Regions from separate parts of the Danio rerio genome. Here regions 2 and 3 are each linked to region 1. Evidence: chromatin contacts called from public Hi-C and Micro-C data. All regions are on one chromosome and are shown on one strand. The core of a region is the stretch at or near the end of the contact, and the rest is flanking DNA. Distances in the headings are between cores, read along the strand shown.

Region 1 (4,755 bases), core at 1,525-4,024:
CCAATAGCTGTCCATGGCATAGAGGAGAAACCGATCAGCAATCTTTCCCCCACAGCCCGCGCAGCGCTTCCACGACAGAGATCCCGCTCCAACAGGTGGGGGCTGGGCACTTCCTCCAGGGTTCACCATTGTGTCTGCAGAAACATAAAGAGACAGGGAGAAACACTGGAGCAGTAAGTCAAGAGTTAAGCAGTTTTTAAATGCGTGTGCAAGAGTACTATTTTATATTCTAGTTTTGTAGCTAAATACAAATCAAAAGCCCTTTCAACAAATGACAAACAGTTGAAATTAAAATTAGTAGCCCCTATTTTATTTATTTATTTATTTATTTTCCTAAATGATGTTTAACAGAGCAAGGAAATTTTCACAGTGTGTCTGATAATATTTTTTTTCTTTTGGAGAAAGTCTTATTTGTTTTATTTCAGCTAGAATGAAAGCAGTTTTTGATTTTTATTTTTTTTTTATTTTAAGGTCAATATTATTAGCTCCTTTAAGCTATTTTTTTCTTTAAAAATCTACAGAACAAACTTCTAAACAAATGTTTAGAAATGTGTTGAAAAAATCCTCTACTTAAACAGAAATTGGGGAAAAATAAACAGGAGGGCTAATAATTTTGACTTCAAAAGTATATATATATATATATATATATATATATATATATATATATATATATATATATATATATATATATATTTGCACACAGTTAAAAAAAGAAAGAAAAGTAACTATAAAAGCATTCAGCATTACTTAAATCCACATCTCACAAAGCAAGCACACCTAAGTTTCCTCAACTTCTGACAGAAGTTTTGTCTTAGAAATATCTAAAACACCTGGAGCCTGAACAGTGACCTAAAACACTGAATGTTTTGGGAGGCACGCTTCCTAAAAGCTCTTTTGAAATAATTTAAATGCATATAATGCCTTCAAGCAAGTCTGAGAATTGTTTAAAGTGGCAGGCTGTCCTTGATCTTTATCTAAGTGCTGAAGTCAGCTCCTTTGGTCCATTTGTGATAAATGTCTGTTCACTGATAACATTAAAGTCACTGGAACAATTAGAAGCACTGGCTTTTGTTAGGTTGTCTGCATTGCTTTAAAAGTACATTTTCCTGAACCTTCATGAGAGAGAGAGAAAGAGAGAGAGGAATCCAAATGCTACTGTTGCCAGAACTGGAGAAGTTAATTGAGGAAGCCTTAAAGTTGTACGACCCATTCAGAGGTCGACATATTCCAATTGCTTTCACTAAGGTTATCAGATGACGGATTTCCAGCCAACATCATGAAGAACATTCAGCAGCATTCGCTTTGGGGACTGGTCACTGCTGCGTGAAATTACCCCTACTATGTTGGATCATTCTGCATATGCAAGAAATCAGTTAATGCCGGCCTACAGAAATATCTGCCTCTGACAGAAATCACATTAACCACAAACCCTCATTTACGATTGCAGTTCTGTGCTTTGCTCTGTTGATCCATCAGTACTGTGTGTGTGCAATGTTTCCCAGGTTTCATAAGGAGGGCTGCTGGACCGAAGTGGGAAAGATTAAAATTTAAGATATATTCGTGAAAGGCTGTAAGCCAAATCTTTGTTGAAAGGTAATTAGAGGAGAAGAGAGAGGCGGGGGGTAGAAAACATTGCACTGAGAGAGAAAGAGAGAGAGAGAGGCATTCAGTAACCCCATTAGTGGAGGCTCTTAGGGACAAGCAATACCTTAGTGCTGATTAAATCTAAAGGGAGATGAATCAGAGACCGAAAGTGACTCCCCCAGATAAATAAGATCGGACCATCGTCAAGTTTCATTCCCTGGAAGAGGGAAGAGGGGAGATTTGAAGAGAGGGAGGGGGTGGCTTTTAAGTCAAATGGGCAAACTCAAGTAATTACACGGACAGGCAATTTAAGAGAGGGGATGTGCAGAAATATAAAACAGATCAGCAGCCCATGGCCAGTAATACAGATCGCGGTGCTGGAGACTAAATACAGCTGCTCCTGCCAGAATGCACAATGCAACATGGACAGAATTGCACTTGTGTTATGGTTTGTTGACCATCTGTACAGCACGCGCGCACTTAAGATGCACTAATAAGATATTAAACTCGAAATGCCAGCAATTTCCAAGATTACGTCTAAATAACCTATGTGGTCTTCTTATGAAACAACGCGCATCGCTCATGTTTAATTCACTAACGTACATTATTACGGTATAAGTGCGTGACATGCAACACAATTTGCACACAAGCACAATACATAAAATCTAGTCATTAAGTAACTGTAATCTTTTATGCTTTCGTGTGTAGTGTTTTTCTGCAACATCAATTCTGTCGCTCCGTAACAAACGTGTCTCGTCAAACTACGAAATATTACCATTCATAAAGCAAAATACGGTTAGTTGAAGAGAAGTGCACTTACCTCTTTGAAATGTAATGGTTGAATGGTGGTGAGAAATGTACAGCAGTCTGTTTTCTCTGTAGAAAATATATAAAAAATAACGCGCACAGTCCAACAAACTCACAGACGGAGCAGCGCGTGGATGAACACTTCTCGCTGCTGCGAAAGAGTCAAGCAAATGGAGTTTTCAGATTATATTTCCACTGTTGCCGTCACCTTTTTTCTCAGATGCTCTTATTATCACTGAAAAGCTCGGCGGCGGGTTTGTTGATGGAGCTGTCGGCAAGGTCTTCGGTAATTTCCATAGATGAAGAGAGCGCTTGTGTTTGTAACTGTCCTCTCTCGCGCGCTGATGTCTCGCCGCTGCTTGTCGCTTGTGCTCTACATGTGTCAGTGACAGAAAAAAACCCAGAGTAAACCTCCTCTCGCAGGATGACGTCAATCAGGCTGTGGCCAATCATGACGCACTCCATTCAAGCGGAATGAGGAATACAGCCAATCAAAAGAAGGCGAGGTTGACTTCGACACACACTGTTCAAAGAAGGAAAGATTGCGGTTGAGAGTGGCTGTCTGCTTGTTGAGGTTGGACAGGGCAGAGGTGTTCAACCGTCGGGACCGGGTCCCACTATGGGGCCTCGGTAAGCGCACAAGGGGTCCCCAAAATGAAACATTTTTAAATAAAAAAACATTTTATACGGAATTAATTCCTCATTTACAGCATAAGACCAACAAGAACCGTACATTCATAATATTTATTATTTAAAGGAGTTGACAGTTTTCACATCTGCATAAAATCACAGCTCCCTGAATATTGTCTTGCATGTTAAGAAAAAGTTTAGATATATTTATTGTATTTTCTGTTACTTTTAGTCTCTGTTATATTACATTATTAATTGGTTTTCATTTTTACTTATATATTTATGTATTTGTCTTTATATATTTGTAATCAAATGTAGTTAATTTATTTGATTAAATATGATTATAAATTTTACATGACTCTTCAACTAAAATATACTTAAAATATTTAGTTTTACAGTTATTAGTTTACTTAATACTAATGTGGTATTAAAATAATAATAATAATAAAATAATAATAAAAATAATAATAACAACAACAATAATATATATATATATATATATATATATATATATATATATATATATATATATATATATATATATATATATATATATATATATATATATATATGTTTTTTTTTTTTTTTTTGTGCAGATATGAATTATTCTACCTTTCCTTTGACATTGAAAGAATGTCTGCAGAGCAAATCCTTCATCTGGAGAACTTCTGCTCCATATCTACAAAACTGATTGTGGAAGTTTCATGCTATTAGTAAGTATTCCAGTGTTTAAGTGTTCCCATATACATATTTCATCTATTTCATATTAGATTGACTGAGGGCTGTGTTAACTATATAAAAGTCTATTTGGTTTCATGGACAAAGTGAAAATTCACTACACCACTACAGAAGTCACGCTCATGTTCTTATAACAGTGGCGCCATCCCCTGGTATAAATGAGAACTAAAACTATAGATTTGTTGGTCGCCTTTTCTAAGATTTAGCTTTGAGACTTAGCATAACCTTAATAAATTCTTTAAAATAAAATAAAATATTCAATAATAAGGTTAACATGTCATGCACATCATTATGTCACAAAATCATGAAACAACTGTTATTCTATTTATTTACAAAGGTCACAAATACACCAAGAAAGAACATCATTTTTTATGTCCGAAGGCTTTTAAAGATGATTTGGGTAGCACTTTATTTTGATGGTCCAATTGAGTATTAGTAGACTGTCTGCTAGATATCTGTTGATACTGCTCCTTCAACAGACATTTAACTGACTATAGACCATTTCAATGAGGTGATGTCATTCATTGGCCCTAAACTATTTCCTAACTGTAACAAGAGGCAATTCAATTTTAACTTTATGTTAAAACATCTGTCATAACAATATTTATAAATCTTTTTGGATTCTTGGAAGTTATGGAAATTAAAAACGTAAGACAGGAAAGGTTATTGTTTACACCCCCAGAATGGTCTATAAGAAACTTAGCAAGTACAGTACATGTCAACTTGCACTAACCCTAACCCTAACCGTCTAATTAATCTAATGAGAATTAGTTGCAATGTAGCTTAAATTCAACAAACGGAGCATCAAAAAAAGTGTGACTATGATTTGTTTGTGAGGGCAATTGCTCATTTTGTGGCAATTTTTGGGGCAAGGAAGTCATTGTCATTTCACAATAAAGAGAACCTGAAATTGATAGCTTTTTTTCAGCAAGACTAAATATCCTTAAAATTGACTTACAAGTGCACTCATTTTTTGCGAGCGTTTATATTTTAGTG
Region 2 (4,825 bases), core at 411-2,910, 150 kb before region 1:
TTCTAACACAAGTGAGGCGGCGGTGTGCATTTGCAGATGAGGCAGCGACACTAATTAAATGCTGTTCCAGATATCACACCAGGAGTGGTTAGCTTGTCAGGCTTTTTTCTTCCCCCTTTTTTATTTCCAAGTTTTTCTTTTTTTTTTTTCTAGGGTAATTTGTTAAGGCCCTTTTACAGTATATTTCTTGCAAAATCAAATGTCGTTTTAAAACAAAATCAGGCCAAAAAAAGTTATTTGAGGAGATCAAAACAACTTACTTGTTTGGAAATTTCTAGGAAGTTCTTGTTTTAGCCCTTGTGATCTGTTGAACGGGCTATATGCGTGCAAAATTCTCACGTTTATTTTACCCTAGTATTTCATTGGAATATCTGCGCTAGCCTATTGCTATTGATAGCACTGGTTACAACGGTCTTTTATTTCCTTTTATGCTTGAACAACTAAATGAATGCTTAAGTCTTTTTAACTGAATGTTTTACAATTACATTACAACATCAATGCTATAAAAACAACCTTGTAAAAAAAAAAAACAGTTACCTTAAGCTTTCACCAGAAGTTTATCGTTGGCTTTAAAACCCTAGCTGTGCATAGAAGCCCACTGTGAATTGCCTTTTATGTTATATCACCAAATAATGGATTTGATCTTTTTTTGTCAACTTTTCTACAGGTTTGATTTCATTATGTAAATGATTGATTATATGCCTCATTGATCTGAACTTATTCACCCGATCTTTGAGCAAAATATTAGTATATTTGATGTGAAATCAGTTAGTTCCAAAAAATATTACACAAAACAAGGCCCAACTGAAAGAAAACAAGTTGACAAAAATATGTAATTCAATATTTGGTGATGATATAGCTTAACAGCTCGTTTGTAACATATTCTTTGTAGAAAATGGGCCAAAAAAACAGTACAAAATTATAATAGTTACACACAAAATGAAAAACTAATAATAAATAAACAACAATTATTATTATTATTATTATTATTATTATTATTATTATTATTATTATTATTATTATTATTATTATTATTATTATTATTATTTAATTGACACTAATTCATTTTTTGGGACACCATTGCCCTATAGTCATTTACTTTCATGCCAATTAACTTACATCATTAATTTAACAAAATTAACCCAAAACAAAACTAAAATTACCCAAAGAGTAAAAGCAATCTACTATATAAAGTTGGAAAAATAAATAAATGTATTGTCACTTTACCAAAATGGCAAATTACAAGTTTTTACCACTGAACAAAGAACAAAAAAGAACTTCCCTGTGAATTTATCAGGGCTTTTAATCACTGAAAAACACACAAGCACTGAGAGCTGAAATTGTAGGAGGAATAAACACCCGTGTTAATACTCTGTAAGGGAGCCTTCTGTGTGGCCTACAAAAAAAATTGCTGGAAAAATAATAGCTGTTTGGTTTATTTCTGAGATGAATCGAGGATGTGGCGATCTATTCATCTACTTCCTCTGAGTAAATACTTTCCTGTAAAATATTTTGTGGTTATTAAATTTCTCACCAACTCAGATATTAATTTGGTAAGTGGCAAGAATATTAATAAAACAGGCTATAAAACAAAATGTCAGCGACAAAGTGCCTGAGGGCGCAAGAGTGCACACACACACACACACACAAACACAGAAACGCACACAATGTGGGGCTGTGACAGAGTTCTCCATGCCTGAAGCCAAGGAGAGAGAGAGAGAGAGAGAGAGAAAGAGAGAGAGAGAGAGAGAGAGAGAGAGAGAGAGAGAGAGAGAGAGAGAGAGAGAGAGAGAGAGAGAGAGAACAGGTGTGAAGCCACAAGCTGTAGTCAGGAGGGTTGTTTAGCTTCACAAAGGCGGCTTGTTTGTTTTCTGTGGAGCCCTAATGACTAGGCCTCAGGATACGGAATGAAAACACAACAACATACTTACAAAAGCTTTCTCTGATATGTTATTGGAAATATTTTGATTGCTAAAATGATTTGAATTTAATTTATTACAATTATATGTAATCAGTTGCATGCAAGTGGTTTTGTTGTTGCTGTGACTGAAAAATGTAAAGTTTTACATTTTTCAGTCAAAGCAACAACAAAACCACTTGATAAATAAACACAATTGTTTTGTTAAGATCTGAACCTGATCTGACCTTTAAAACGTTCTCTCATTGTTGTAACCTAAGGAGTTTTTTTTAATATATATATATATATATATATATATATATATATATATATATATATATATATATATATATATATATATATATATATATATATACGTGAAGAAAACACACACACAGTACTCAAACCTCTATGGATGTTTGTCAGCTGCTATGTTATTTATGTATTTATTTAATTATTTATTTACTAATACTACTAATATAAAATATTTAAAAAAAAAAAAACCTGTGTATAGTCAGTTTGACCATCATTAATAAAGTATTTACTTTCCGAAAGCAAAAATACTTTGCAGATAAACTTTTAGTTCAACAAAAGTTCAATTACAGCACCAATAGTAACGTTTTAAACAGGATTCTTGAATATGTCCAATGCAATTTTTGGAAAAATTGTAATGATTTGATTTAATTTATATTCATTTGTACAATCCCATTAGTACATTTTAGTAAGATTTGCTTATCCCCTTACAGGGGTAGGGTTAGGAGTTGAAATCGTATGAATTGTATAAATTAGCAGATTTACATTATGGGATGTTTTTTATAAGTTGTTTAAATTTTAAGACTTTTTATTTAAAAAACAAATGTAACACTCATACTGTTTGCTATGGAATGCGAAAACTTTAAAGCTCAATATTTCAAAATCATTTAGAACCTTATAATTCCAATGTGACTAAAGGGTAAAATTGGTACATTTCCTTGTGAGATCAGGCTGAACATTTCACATTTGGCTTCTATGCCTGACTGGTCAGAGACCTGTTTTATAAAGAAAGTTAGTTTTATAAATGAGTCTTTTGGTTTTAGTTTTTTTTCGCCAACTTACCCAGCATATGTTTTACACAGCGGATGCCCTTCCAGCTGCAACTCAGGACAGGGAAACTTCACACAAAAATTCCATCTGACCCAGCCGGGATTCGAACTAGCGACCTCCTTGCTGTGAGGCAACAGAACTACTGAGCCACCGTGTCATCCAACATTATAATTTGACAAAGAATGACATTAATTATTATTATGTATCTGCAAATTTTGGTTTTGGGAAACATTTGTTACTACATCTCGTCAGTTTAGGTAATTATTAACTATTGGCTTCTCTAGTTGAATTAAGTCTAAATTGCTTATGTGCTAATGTATTAGTAACTATTCTTAATGTAAATACAAAACAAGATTATCTAGAGTGCCACTTACTAAGTAATAATTTACAATAACTCTGCCTTCCAAAATCACACACTATAAAACAACAAGTGAACAACAGCTTTGGCGGAGTAGGCAGAACAGAGAATTAGTGTACATGCCACAAACAACAAGGATTAAGTTTGACTTTTGCCAAGCACTCTCTCACTTTTCCTGTCACATATCACATTATAACGTATTTACAATAAAATTAAAGTAAATTATATAAAAATTGAATTGCTTAACGAATAACATATTATTGCATAATGTTAACGTATAACTGTACTGAGGTGCAAATGAATCTGCTAATATAAAGCATACATAGCATCTAATTATATAATTTTATTGAAAATAACTCCTACTTCTTAAGGGTAGATATAATAGGCATTGGGCTAGATCTATTATATGTCAGGTATATGGAGAGCTGTTTGCACTTACTATAAATAGAATATTGCCAAGAAAGTATGCTAATTGCACTTAAATTGCTAATGCTATTTTTCCCCCATACTGGCAGTTTATATTTAAATGAATAGTAAAAAATTATTTAAATATTTTTTATTATTATTTATACATTTTTTTTCCACTGGATACCATGAAAATTAATAAAGTCGCAGTTAAATTTAAGTATGCACAGATCTTTTTGTTGAGTATCATCACAGTTAATTGTATTATCAGAGATCCATCGATGGTGACTTTTCATGGTTCACACTCTTAACTCATGCTCTATCTAAAATCGCCCCTATACCCTTATTGACTATTCTCTACATTAGTATTACTACATCTGCTAATATAATTTGCTTGAAGGAGTGAATAAAAATGCATGAGTGAATATGAACCAGAAGGGATGAAGTTTTGTTTGTGCTTAGCTGGTTTATAAATTACTTACTATTTTTTTTGATTTCACCGTCAGATGCCATTGTGTATATGATGTTACCATTTGTACCTTTTTCATTCATCAGTTTTCAGTAGGTACTGCATTCTTCACTGGCTGCATTAATACAACTAACACCATTTAAATAGGCTTGCATTAATGGGAAATTAACTATTTTAACATCCAAAAATCCCAAAATAAATATGTCATTGTGTAATTGTCCCCTATGTGTTTATTGTTAATCAGTGAGACATTCTTTATGTGTCTCCTCAGTATCAACTCCAGAGATGTGCACCGTGGCGGACCATGGCCTCTCAGTGGCAGACCTGGCCCATTCTGTCCATTGCCCTTTTCCTGCTTGCTCTGGTGCCATATGTGGTCCACCGCATGATGACTGCTTTTGACGATCCCCCTCCACACTCACTCTTCAAGTCAGCTGCAATTGGCTTTGGCCTCCTTAGTGAAGCCCTGCTGATCAGGTGAGTGGCTCACATGTCCTGGTTTAGTAGAATGAGACATAGTTTGTTGAAAATTTAAACCAGACATAATCCTTACTCCTAATCTCTAACCCTAGGGCTACGTCCACAAATAATATATATATATAATATATTTTTT
Region 3 (4,197 bases), core at 1,543-4,042, 210 kb before region 1:
AAAATATGCATACAGTGAAGTTGACGCCCATATAAATATGCAGCTACACGATGCCTCAACATTTCTGCTGTCTGTTAAGTTGCTCATATTAAAATTAAATCATGTTTTCATTTTATTGTTAAGAAAGTGAAACAACATAGCCAGGGTGATGTGACTGTGGTAATAAATTGCACTGTTTCCTTTGAAGATTTACCCGACGTGTCCTGTGGAGTTTGTTTTCCATATCAAACTTGCGAAGTCTGAACTTTCAAGGAGAGGATGCAGGACTGAACTGTGTGTAGGCTACTTAATATTGAAGAAAAAGCCGCCAATTACATGTTTAGCCTCAGAAATAGAGAAATTAGCCTCAGATGTTTCCATTTTTCCCATCTACACTAAGAGCAGCAGCAGCGTTTTAGAAAGAAAACAGCCTCTCCAGTGTTATCAAAATGCTCCGTTTTTAGCACTTCAAAACTCTGACGTAGTGTGGATGGATGTCGTAACCGTAGCAAAACTTAAACTAACTTAAAGCTAAAACGTATTAGTGTAATCAGACCCTAAGTAAATCTCTCTCCTGTATGTTGTAGTGCTGTATTTATACTATATAATTGATGGTAATGCATGACCATATTATGAGATGGGATTGAAATGTATGTATTTTGTGATGGCCACTCTTTGTAAAACCCTGAGTTACTTTTTGGTTGGCCATCTGTTTGTTTTTAAAGAGTCTCCTGTTTCGGTTTACTGCAGACTAGTTTAGTAAAAGTAAAGAAAGAAGAAATGCCCGCATATGTTTAGTGGTTTTTCCTTATCGCAAACACAGCAGTAATCTGGTAGTGTTTGCACTGCTTGGGCTCTTTTGGGGTTAATTATTGTGATCTCCCGATTGCAACAGAGAAATACTTGGAAATCTCTGTAGACTGATGACATATCATGTTGTTCAGCCTTATAATCTTAAAATGCGAAAATGCAAAATCACCTTTGTCATCACTTTAGACATTACGCTAGAGAATTACTAAGCTCTACTAGCTCTAGAGTGACTAAAGTAGCAACGGTTTCTGCTGTTCTGACCTCAGCTGCAGATGTGAATGAATGGCAGAAGAAAGTAATTCCTCTTACAAAAGGGTTTTTAGACTCTTGTTTTTGATTTTCTTTTTGATATACACGATTATACCATTGAACTATTCTATAAACACAATATCACACTCTTAGCAGTGCAATATGGCTACCACTGTATATCGGCTATATCATCACTGGTGGCGGATATATCGTCCCACCAGTGGTGATAAAAAGCCATATCACACTTCTGCCCATGGGGAAGCACACAACAATGTTATGCACAGTATTAAGTCTAGTTTATAATCTCATTCATTTTTCTCATTGATTTTACTATTATTTGCTCATTCCCCAATGAGAGTTAGGTTTAGGTTTGGAGGCCCTCCTCTTTTACAAAAAACATATGTTTTCAAATGAATTAAATTGCATGTACTTGTATGAATTACCCACTTTTCGCATAATACATAAAATAGTTGCATTTCCTTGTGACATCAGAGAAAGTTGTTGCTATTAAGTTGCTCAACTACATTTAACTTAAAAAATAGATATATTATTTGATCACCAAATCAGCATAGGTCTATTATAGAATTGATAAATCAATGGTGCAACAAAAAAGGAATAATATATGCTATCTCATGTATAAAATTAAGAATAAGGAAAAGAAAAATCTAAATCTGACTCATGGATGCATTTTCAAAGAGGCTACCAAACACACTAACAAACCATAAGATCCACTAAGTATCACAACAAGCAATACTATTGGTGGAGGACTCAACACATCATTTTTATTAATCATATCTTAGCACATCATTTTTAACTGAAGAAGAAGACACACAGCAAACCACATCTCTGAGCTCCATATTTGTTAATTAATATGCAAGATCATATTTAATTCAACTTCCTGAAAGTCTTTTTACATTACGCAACAGCACGTCAAGGGTGTCCAGATGCTCCTGAAACATATTGAGCAACACTATGGGTAGTCAGCATGCAGCGAGCACATACTGTGACTCTAATCTACCAAGAATTTGTTTCGGTCATATTACGTTGTGAATTCTCTCATTTTATCGGGCTGCATTGTGAAATCTGTCGACAGCTTCGCGTTCTACCAAGCGGTATTTAATTCATGGCCGTGTTAGACGACACATCACAGTGTGGCCTCACCTGACTATCATATTAACTCCGGCGACACTTTCCCAGTTTGAGCCAGATTACAGTCGGAAGGAGGCAAGAGACGAATAAAGTATCAAGCTAGCAACACCGAGCATATTACTCTGTTAACCCATACCCTCGGAATACAAAGGCTTTACCTCATGTGCTATCGCAAAGAAAACAGCTTAGCAGCAGGGCATTTGTTTTCCATTCAGCTAGAGGCACTTTGTCTTTCCAATCGTTACCTGTCTCAGAATCAGTTCCTCCATTAAAGCCGGACTAAAGAGGGGAGGTGCTGTCTGGGGCTAAATTGCAATTAGTGGTCCGGCGAGTGAGTCTGCCACCGGTTAACTTGGGATATTGGAGTGCAAGGGCCCAGTAATCAGCCTTCGGTCATGTAGAACAATGCATAAAATTAAATTGACATTAATGAATAATTGTGTAATGAAAATGGAGGAGGCGAGCTAATTGCATGTTACAGCGAGTGTAATGCCTAGATAACCTTGTGTCTAATGCTATTCTTAGGGGCCGAGAGCCGGAGCTGCTCGCCAGGGCCTCTCTCGGCGGGAAGTCATTAGAGCGGAGGCGAGAAGATAATGCCGCGGAAAGAGAAAGAGAGCGAGAGAGAGAGTGGCAACAATCGACTTGGAGTATCTTTGCTTGTGCTGCGTCTTCTGAGTGGGCTTGACTGAAGTCATTTGTATACGGTGTGAGTGGAACTAAAGGTCAGCGAGTGGAGCTAAGTGCTAGTGGGGCCTGTTAGCGCAGGATGCTTACCTGAAGAAATGTTAGCGTTTTTTGAGAAGGAGAAATAGAGGTACCAGAGCCAAACCATGATGCATAAAAGCGATATTTCACCTAAAAGATTTAATTTTGTCATCATTTACTCACCCTTTACATGTTTTACATAGTCATTAATTACAGAAAATCATAAAGGTTTGGAACCACTTGAGGGAGTAAATAATGAGTACATTTAAATTTTTTGGTGAACAATCAATTTAACACATGAAGGAAATAGAGCACTGGAACCTTAGCTAAAGATTTTTTAGCTACGTTTCCATCTTATTTTTATGTGCATAAAAAATCAGTTGTTGGAAATGCCATGATACACAGACTTTTTAAAAATGCGCATAAAAAAACAAATGTGCATAATGGAATAGGATAAACTTTTTATTCAACAAGAAAAGAATAACTTTGATGGAAACACTAACTGAACAAATTTCAGTATGTGCACTAAAAAAAGTGATGTGATTGTGTTATAGGCGATCATGGGATTATAAAAAATGTGTGTGAATGGACAAACTAGCCGGCTAAGCACATTGTAAAACATCTGAAATGTTGTTTTGGTCATTCTAAAACATTGTAACCATTTCAGTATTAGTGTTATTATATTATTAATGACGTCCAGAAATAAGAGCATCTGTGCTCTGTGTCTCACACATCCAAACACCACCAATTGTTTATTGAGGCATTAAGTCATTTATTAAATAAGAAAAATATTAAATGTGAATGATGCTGTTAAATATTATTTGACAGGGTAATGACACTTTCAATGAGACATTTTAATGACAAATGCAGTTTGTTCCACTGAAAACATGATCAGAATAATGTTCTTAAGTCACATGACAGTCATGTTTGACAAGTTATGACAAGTTTTGTTGTCTGTTTTATATCAAGTTGTCACAACAACCAATGTCATTTTCCAATTTAAAATTGCACAACTGAGCAAATGGCACTCAATAACAGTTATCATAAGGAAAGTGCTTCCCAAACATTTCCTAAAATGTCCGGGAGTCGACTTTTGCTTTTGCTTTCTAAAGTTGTTGAATTATTGGCATTACTCTTTTATTAAAGATTACTTTCCGCTTGGCGTCATGGCAGACAATGCACGGCCCGAGAGAAAAAGTAAATAATAGATTTTTTTTATAATCTAAACGATTAAAAAATTATTGAATTATTAATAAATATATGCAAAGTGGTGGTGCTGTAGGTAGTGTTGTCGCCTCACAG

Evidence for each region. A called contact is a pair of places that touch in the nucleus more often than the background predicts.
Region 2: a Micro-C map of caudal fin shows a contact between it and region 1, with 2.4 times the contacts expected there. The contact joins the enhancer-like site here to the promoter of lmo4b in region 1. A contact is called at or near these places in 1 of 18 Hi-C or Micro-C datasets (caudal fin) and 2 of 4 datasets of contacts at active chromatin or transcription factors (embryo and gastrula embryo).
Region 3: a contact with region 1 is called in a Hi-C map of an unstated tissue, with 2.6 times the contacts expected there. The contact joins the enhancer-like site here to the promoter of lmo4b in region 1. A contact is called at or near these places in 1 of 18 Hi-C or Micro-C datasets (an unstated tissue) and 1 of 4 datasets of contacts at active chromatin or transcription factors (embryo).

Annotation. Positions count from the first base shown.
Region 1 is chr6:28,424,121-28,428,875 of GRCz12tu, forward strand. It overlaps lmo4b (LIM domain only 4b), which reads right to left and starts at 2,775. Exons shown (of 5, transcript NM_212689.2): 1 at 2,405-2,775; 2 at 1-134. The coding sequence starts at 129. It also overlaps a transcript of kyat3.2 not described here.
Region 2 is chr6:28,277,036-28,281,860 of GRCz12tu, forward strand. It overlaps a transcript of kyat3.2 not described here. Among named protein-coding and RNA genes, the nearest start is that of lmo4b, 150 kb to the right of the region's middle. Within about 2 kb of position 1,661, at least 8 of the 62 cell types and tissues checked have an H3K27ac peak or open chromatin away from gene starts, as enhancers often do. A contact at or near this core is called in caudal fin, where this site is marked.
Region 3 is chr6:28,211,794-28,215,990 of GRCz12tu, forward strand. It overlaps a transcript of kyat3.2 not described here. Among named protein-coding and RNA genes, the nearest start is that of lmo4b, 210 kb to the right of the region's middle. Within about 2 kb of position 2,793, at least 3 of the 62 cell types and tissues checked have an H3K27ac peak or open chromatin away from gene starts, as enhancers often do.